Regions from separate parts of the Mus musculus genome. Here region 1 is linked to region 2. A link is a contact called in public HiChIP or PLAC-seq data. All regions are on one chromosome and are shown on one strand. The core of a region is the stretch at or near the end of the contact, and the rest is flanking DNA. Distances in the headings are between cores, read along the strand shown. Region 1 has its middle 110 kb from the start of Gm23680. Region 2 overlaps Epm2a (epilepsy, progressive myoclonic epilepsy, type 2 gene alpha).

Evidence for each region. HiChIP or PLAC-seq counts read pairs in DNA pulled down with a chosen protein or histone mark.
Region 1: an H3K27ac HiChIP or PLAC-seq map of SST interneurons shows a contact between it and region 2, with 9 times the contacts expected there. The contact joins two enhancer-like sites. A contact is called at or near these places in 1 of 115 datasets of contacts at active chromatin or transcription factors (SST interneurons) and 1 of 9 other capture datasets (embryonic stem cells).

Annotation. Positions count from the first base shown.
Region 1 is chr10:12,246,997-12,250,990 of GRCm38.p6, reverse strand. No RefSeq gene overlaps it. Among named protein-coding and RNA genes, the nearest start is that of Gm23680, 110 kb to the left of the region's middle. Within about 2 kb of position 1,955, at least 30 of the 459 cell types and tissues checked have an H3K27ac peak or open chromatin away from gene starts, as enhancers often do. A contact at or near this core is called in SST interneurons, where this site is marked.
Region 2 is chr10:11,447,793-11,451,478 of GRCm38.p6, reverse strand. Epm2a (epilepsy, progressive myoclonic epilepsy, type 2 gene alpha) reads right to left here. Exons shown (of 4, transcript NM_010146.2): 3 at 2,596-2,837. Among named protein-coding and RNA genes, the nearest start is that of Epm2a, 110 kb to the right of the region's middle. Within about 2 kb of position 1,383, at least 26 of the 459 cell types and tissues checked have an H3K27ac peak or open chromatin away from gene starts, as enhancers often do. A contact at or near this core is called in SST interneurons, where this site is marked.

The DNA.
Region 1 (3,994 bases), core at 706-3,205, 800 kb before region 2:
TAGGTCTTATGAGAGGACCATGGACAGTGATGAGAATGTGAACTTAGTAAATAGAACCAGGTGCTAAATGCTGCCTTGGTGTGAAGCAGGTGAGTGGGGCCACTAAGCAATCAGAGGGCCGTGACTGGAGACTGGGATCTTACCTCACAAAGCAGACACTTGAGCAATTGCCTCAAGGCTTCAAAAGGTGTGTTTTCTCATTTGAATAATGGTCATAAGTATTTTGAAATATTTGTTAAGCTCTTTGCTACTAGTTGCTACTAGATAACAAACTAGATACTGTTTAGTATCCAGATAATTAGTTTAGTACTAGATAATTTTCAGTGATGCTATTTTTTACCTTGTGAAGAATAAAGACTGTTCTCCCTGTTCCCCCTGAGGTATTCTCTATGACTGAGAGGAAAAAACTGTGAGGCTGTACAGAGCTGCCTTGTGCTGGCCTCTGTGACAGAACAGTAGGCGTTGATTTTGCCTTCCTGCTGCTGTGTCTCTAATGCCTGTTTTAGCACCAGATCAAGTTCGTGAACAATGTGTATGTGCTGAAGAATTTGTAATTCCCATTTAAAGTGACTTGGTAGATGACACAGCCAAAACATATAGCTACTCCTCTCTAGAGCTGAAATACAATATTAGCCTCAGTATTTTTGAGAGGGTATTGTGAGGCAGTACTCTATATGGGTGTCATCTTGACTAATATAAGCATGAGGTAATAATAGTCATGACTCCATAAAAAGAGGAACAGCCAGGTGGGGTGGGAATACTGCTAGTCCTGACTACTCAAAAGCCTGCGACAGAGGAATAATTTGAGTTTAGGGGTTTAAGATTAACATAGTCCACAAAGTGAAACAAATAAACAAGAAGAAGGAGGAGGAGGAAGAGGAGGAGGAGCAGCAGGAGGAGGGGGAGAGGAAAAGGAAGGGGAGGGGTAGGGGGAGGAGGAGGAAAGAAGGAGGGGGAGGGGGAGGAAGAGAAGGAAGAAGAAGAAGAAGAAGAGAAACAACAATGGCAACTGCAATGGCAACAGGCACAGCAACAACATCAACAACAACACAACCCCAAAACCAAACCGATCAACCAACCAAACAAGAAACAAAGAACCATGTTCATGCATGAGGGTCCAGAGGCATTGCATATACAAAGTTTTGAGTTTTCTCAGCAGAGCCACAGAGCAGTGATAGGGTAGAGAAAGAAGTTGGAACTCAGAGGGACAAGTCATTCGCAAAACAACCATGAAGTGACAGAACTTAAACTATTGCAGACTAAAGACATTCTTAATCATGTTGTTCAGTTCTTAAGAAATGGCCATTTTGAACAGCACAATAACATCACTGCTTCAACATGAACTGACTCCGACTTACAGGTCCTCTTGCATTCTTCATCAAGGAGCTTTCCCTCAAACCAAAGAGGTGCAAGCAGAAATGAACACCATTAATTTCTGGGAAAAATCATTCCAGTCAGTCAGTGCTTTTCCAGTCTGGAAGTCTATAACATCAGATGAGAGCAAACATGGGGCTCATCTCACACCCCCATTTATGCAGTTTATCACTACAGACACAGAGTAACATTTGTAAGGAGGGAGACCTCTCAGAAGTGCTAGAGATAGGAAAGATGAAAAGATTACAGTGTCACTGGCCTTTAAAATATAGCAGGACACTCAGCTTTTCTTTTAATCTGAATGAAAAATGGACACATTTTTACCCTCTGGCAGAATAGAAGCACAGCTTACATCTCAAAATAGCTATTACTGACATCATGTTTTATGTACCTTTTATTTTAACTTGGACACTTAGCATTTGTTTTTCCTCCTGGAGGTTGGTCTGGCAGAGAACGCATTACAGCATTTTTCCATCTCCCCATTTTGCCTGCCCTGATGTCATGGTTACTCATCACAGCACACCAATCACAGGCTGAAAAGGCAATGCATGCGCTGGAACCACTCAGCATATGTCACAATTCAGATTGGCCAACAGCTGCATAATGTGTGTTTATTCAACCTTAGGCATACAGCACAGTGAGGTCTCCATCAGAGGACTGATGAATTCTCAGACATCAGTTTCTGTAACAGCATTTTTTACAGTGTTTCCTGCAGGGCTGTGAATGGCATGCTTGCTGTTCTGAGTGTTGTCGAAAACATTCTGTTCTGATTTTGTGGTACCAACAATGAAGAAAATGTGTGACTACAGAATTGGGAGCCAGTCAATTGTTGTGGTACTGGTGAAAGAAGAAAACCAGGAATAAATACTGTGTGCCAGGGACTCTCATTGGAGCTATTCTCAGTGATGTTCCTAATACTATTCTGAGCCAGTGCCATATTCTTTTTTTCCCTTGCATTTTCTGCTCTCTCTCTCTCTCTCTCTCTCTCTCTCTCTCTCTCTCTCTCTCTCCTATCTCTTTCTTTTTTGTTTGCTTTGTTGTACAGCCCAGGCTCTCCTGAAATTCACTCTGCAGCTCAGGCTGGTCTTGAACTCACAATGATCCAATTGTCTCTGCTTCTCAAGTGCTGGAGTTAATGGCATGTGCCACCACTGCCAGCCCAATATCTTTACTGATAATAATATACTTGATATTTTAACCTCTTTGCTTACAGAGCAAACAGGCAATATCCCACATAATGTTGTACATTTGCAGCCTCATACTCCAATCTGGGCATGCAAGATATGCTACATTTCTTGGTTGTGTAGTGATCTACCTGAACCCACCTCTTGACTGGTTAGTGAAAAACTGGCCATTTCTGGGGAAAAGGGTGTGTCCAGTTGAATAAAGTGTGATTTAAGTGTGGCCTTACCAGATGTTGGGGAAAAAAAAATCACAGTTGTAAATTTATTGATGTCCCCAAAGGTCAGAGTTCATGGAGCTTCTGTGTCCCACGAGGTGAGAGTGAGTTTCCATGATGGGATTTCAGCCTCCTCATGCCCAACCAGTAGTCTTTGTCTTCTGGGATTTATACTAGCCAGGTCACGAATCTCTTGCTTTCTAATCCTGGTATTTTTGCACTCCTCTGTCTTGAAGTGGATTTACTATAATGTTAACAGAATTTATGGAATCCCATTTGCAGAAAAAGTCACTAGAATCAGTGGTGTTAGGTCACAGACCCCTTGCCCCCACCTCCCAAAAGCCAGGATTGCTTTCTGAAGGGTCCTTGGTCTCAGCCAGCATTCTACTGAAATGAGCATCATTATTTTTTTTATAACAATCGAGAGGGTCCTAGTAATTCACATTGTCACATATCGTGTCCAAATATAAAACATTTTACCTATAATTGGAACTACTATGGACTCTAATTTCTTCCCATGTTAAGTGGGTTCAGTGTTTGTGGTATCTTGTTCTTCATCCTAGATGGTTGTTGAACTGAGAAGTTATTAGTTTCTTTGAGATTGTGCTTGATGTCTTTTGTACCTGAAGGTGTTGCTAGTTGCCTGAGAGAAAGGGTAGTTTTACACATCCTCCCAGGACAGCATGAGTGCTGTCAAAGAGTATTAGAAGATCAGAGGCAGAGTATGATGTGACATAGCCTAAGAGACCTCATGGTCCTGAAGGAGACACAAAAAGTCAAGTCAGAGGCCTGTTTGAGGGGCATTCTCCTGGTAATTACATATTTAGTATAGAAGCAATCCTCACTAGCACCTAGTTAAGACATTATCTATAATGAATGACCTTGTAAGCACATAGAGCTACTTAAATATCTTCTACCATTTCTTTTTTAAATGAAAATCTTCAAGTATTATTAAAGATTTCTGTGTTTGTAGAACACCGTAGAGCAGTTTTGTACAGTGTAGGAGTGATTCTGATGCTAAGGTCCTGTTCCCCAGTTGGTTCTTGATCTGTCAGTAAAGAAAGTCATGGGTTTGTTACTGAGTGGAAGGTACAAGTGGGTCTCCCATGTCCCTGGAGGAAAGGGAGACTCAAGGAAGGAGAGATAGAATTTTGCCATGCTTTTGATGGAGAAGGGTTGAAGAGCCATGTGAGACCTCAAAACAGAGTGGCTACACAGGCC
Region 2 (3,686 bases), core at 134-2,633:
AACTGAAAAGGAAGATATCTAAGCTAGTCGTCCTTATATGACAAAGTGTACAACAGGAAGGATCGATAGGACAATTGACTGCAGCCGCTCTATGACAATTGAGTCTAACAGACTCTCCTTCCAGACTTCACCTGACAGCATTATGCAGCAGCTCAGAATGCTTCCAGACAGATCCCACCCCCCTCCCCCTGGTGTTCTAAAAATACTCGGGTGGGGGAATCTATATGTGCATTGGTCTATAATTATAAGCTACATAGATTAATCTGTTGGAAGAAAGTCACCCTGCCACTCTGAAATGGTTAACTCTTTGATAACCTGTCAAGGTCCAACTGAACCAAATCTTTTATTCGGTGTCAGTGTTTGTGCTATGGCAGTTGTGGGCTTCTTGGCTCTCTTCCTGTTGCTATGATAGCTCTGCATTGGAGATAGCCATAGACACCCTGACCTGGTGACCCAGTGACCCCCCCACAACCATGCTTTGAATACAACTACAATGGCTCCCAGCAGAAAGATGAAACCAAACTACTGAGAAAATTCCCTTTTAGACCTGGGACCCTTCAGTTAGCAGAGCATGGGAAGGGGAGGGTGGAGTAGCAGAATTAATGGCTCAACTGCTCCCTGCCTGCCTGTCCCCTCCTGTTTACCCAGGTGGGCAATGATGCTGTGGAATTAGAACCATAGACGCCAAATCAAAATCTCTGTGCTACAGTTGAAGGCTCGAACAATTCTTTGACTGTCTTAAAACCAGACAGACGATCTCCAGAGAGCTAAGCTGTCCTTCTCTCTGCTGATATAAACTCTGTCTGGTTTGGGGTTTAGCCTCAAGAAAATGCCTTAAATTCCACCTGATGTCTTTGAAGTGTCAAGGTGGCCAGTGACATGGGTTTCCTATGGTCCTCAAGATGTTCTGTTTTACAGACCTCTGGTTTCTGGGAGATAAGCTATGTCCCCTCAGTTCGTAGCTTTGCAACTAATCATGAACACAAAGAACAGAAATTACGTGGGTCTGGGGACTCTGCCTGAAGCGTACAAAGAAACGCGCAGTTGCGGCTTCGCAGCCTGGCTTTGGGAGCAGTTCTGTGACACAGAATGACACCCCTGAAATGTGGAATGTCTTTCCACATTTCAGTCTTAAGTTACATAACCATTTTGTACCTGTCTTTTCCTCTGCAAAATGGGGTGACTACAATGTCTGCCTAGAATCTTCCCTGAAGCTGACGAGTTAATCCATTTCGTTCATGAGAGGGGTGGAGACGTAGCATGCATTACACCGAGAGAGAGCTGGATGGGGAGAAACGTTTTCGAGCTTCCTGGCCTGGCTTCAATGCCATTCTTACCCAGAAGAGCAAATCTTCAAACGCCCCAAACCCATGCACTCTACAGCTCTCTGCTGCCCCCTGCTGACACGTTACTAATACTGTCGTAGAGAGGTGGCTCTTTTACCGGAAGGAAAAGTTAGACCTGCTTTTCAGCAACTGTCTATTGCATCTATAGCCGGCTCTTCTACAAGCCCGAGCTTCTGCGCCTTCGTCTGTGCTCCTCCTTGCCCTCTCATTTTCCTCTCTCTGCCCACATCTCCCATCCAAGCCAGGCCCACTTCAAACGCCCCGGAAATCGTGTAGTCTGCCTATCTGCCCCCGTCAGAGACAAGCCATAATCTCCAGAGCACATCACATCATTCATTGTCCACTCTTCTCTGCGCTGTAATTGGTTCTGAACTTACCTTACTGCCGCTTACATACTATGTCACATCTATGACTTAGTCACCTGCTTCCCCAGCTGTACCCGACCGCATAACCCATTCATAAAGACTGGTCTCGCATGCTTGCCCAGTCAGTGCTGCCTCACTAACTACCATGCTCCTCCCCACAGCCCAGGGCCTCACCTTCCAGATTATTACCCATCTTACTACACCCACCTCACTGGACTCCCAGACCCAGCTGCAAGCTGTTCCTGCAGCAATAGATATACTTTTGGTAAACAAACTAAAACAAAAAGGACCTCCACCCTCCCCGGCTTCCCACCTTTTTCCCTGCTGAAGCTATTCTGACAATGTAACATCGTTTGCTACTGTAGCTCAAGTCCTGGGGGTATTTTCATATTCTCAGTTCTTTAGCCACACTGGTCTTTCAGTTCCTACAAGGTGCCACATCCTATCAGGGCATAGAGATTCTTCTACATCGCTATTTCTTCCATCCTCTCCTCTTCCTCGTGCCCTCTCCCCAGTCACTGCAAAGCCACTCCCCAGTACCTCAGGCATCACGGCCTCAAAAGCCTTTCTAGATTATCTACGCAAGCTCCCCAAAATATCTGTCTGTCTTTATAACCAACCCATTGTGCTTTTAAACCCCTACTTTAGTTCATTCATTAAGACTTGCCATCCCTTAGGGACTGTATGCTCCATACACACATATATATGAAGCCACGTTAAACAGAATCCTGTCAAAGTGTCTAAATGCATATTAAATCTAAATCCCTATGTTGATTCCACTTTTATAATTCAGAGTTTAGACATTCAGTTATAGATGAGAGGAAGACAAACAGGTCCCTGAAGCAAATTCAGCAAGGAATCCGAGTGCTACTTCTGGCCCTTACCCTCAGTGCTCATGTCTGGAGTGGGCATCCAGATGTAGGACAAGCCTTCTTCCTTATACAGCTTCATCATGGTGTCTGGAGTCATGGGTTCAGGGTAGCGGTTGCAGCCTGAAGAATTCTGGATGATATCCCATTCAGTCTGGAAATTCATGACAGCTGTAACTCCCAGTTCATGCTTCAGTTTGATGGTCACATGTTCCAGTTGGCGAGGGCAGCTACCCAGCCAGATATTTGGTAGAATTCTAGAAAGAACATACGGGGTCAACCATTACTAAGGTTCTAACTTGAGTTCTCAGCATCTGCATACAACATATGCTATTGAAGTACAATTCATCTTCCAATCTGATAAGGCTGGATTTTTTTTAAGTATATAAGAAATAATACTAGTTTTTAAAACTACTTGTTTTACTGCTTCAGGAAAACTTATTATGATATCAACAAGCACAACAGGAAGTGGACATAGAAACTAAATCTAGGAACATATGAAAATAAACTCAACATGTTGTATGTGCTCTATGAATGTTACACAAAATCTATCAATTCACAATTTGCTAAACACATGAAACTCAAGAAGAATGAAGACTGAAGTGTGGACACTATGCCCCTCCTTAGAATTGGGAACAAAACACCCTTGGAAGGAGTTACAGAGTCAAAGTTTGGAGCTGAGATGAAAGGATGGACCATGTAGAGACTGCCATATCCAGGGATCCACCCCATAATCAGCATCCAAATGCTGACACCATTGCATACACTAGCAAGATTTTATTGAAAGGACCCAGATGTAGCTGTCTCTTGTGAGACTATGCCGGGGCCTAGCAAACACAGAAGTGGATGCTCACAGTCAGCTAATGGATGGATCACAGGGCTCCCAATGGAGGAGCTAGAGAAAGTACCCAAGGAGCTAAAGGGATCTGCAACCCTATAGGTGGAACAACATTATGAAATAACCAGTACCCCTGAGCTCTTGACTCTAGCTGCATATATATCAAAAGATGGCCTAGTCAGCCATCATTGGAAAGAGAGGCCCATTGGACTTGCAAACTTTATATGCCCCAGTACAGGGGAACGCCAGGGCCAAAAAGGGGGAGTGG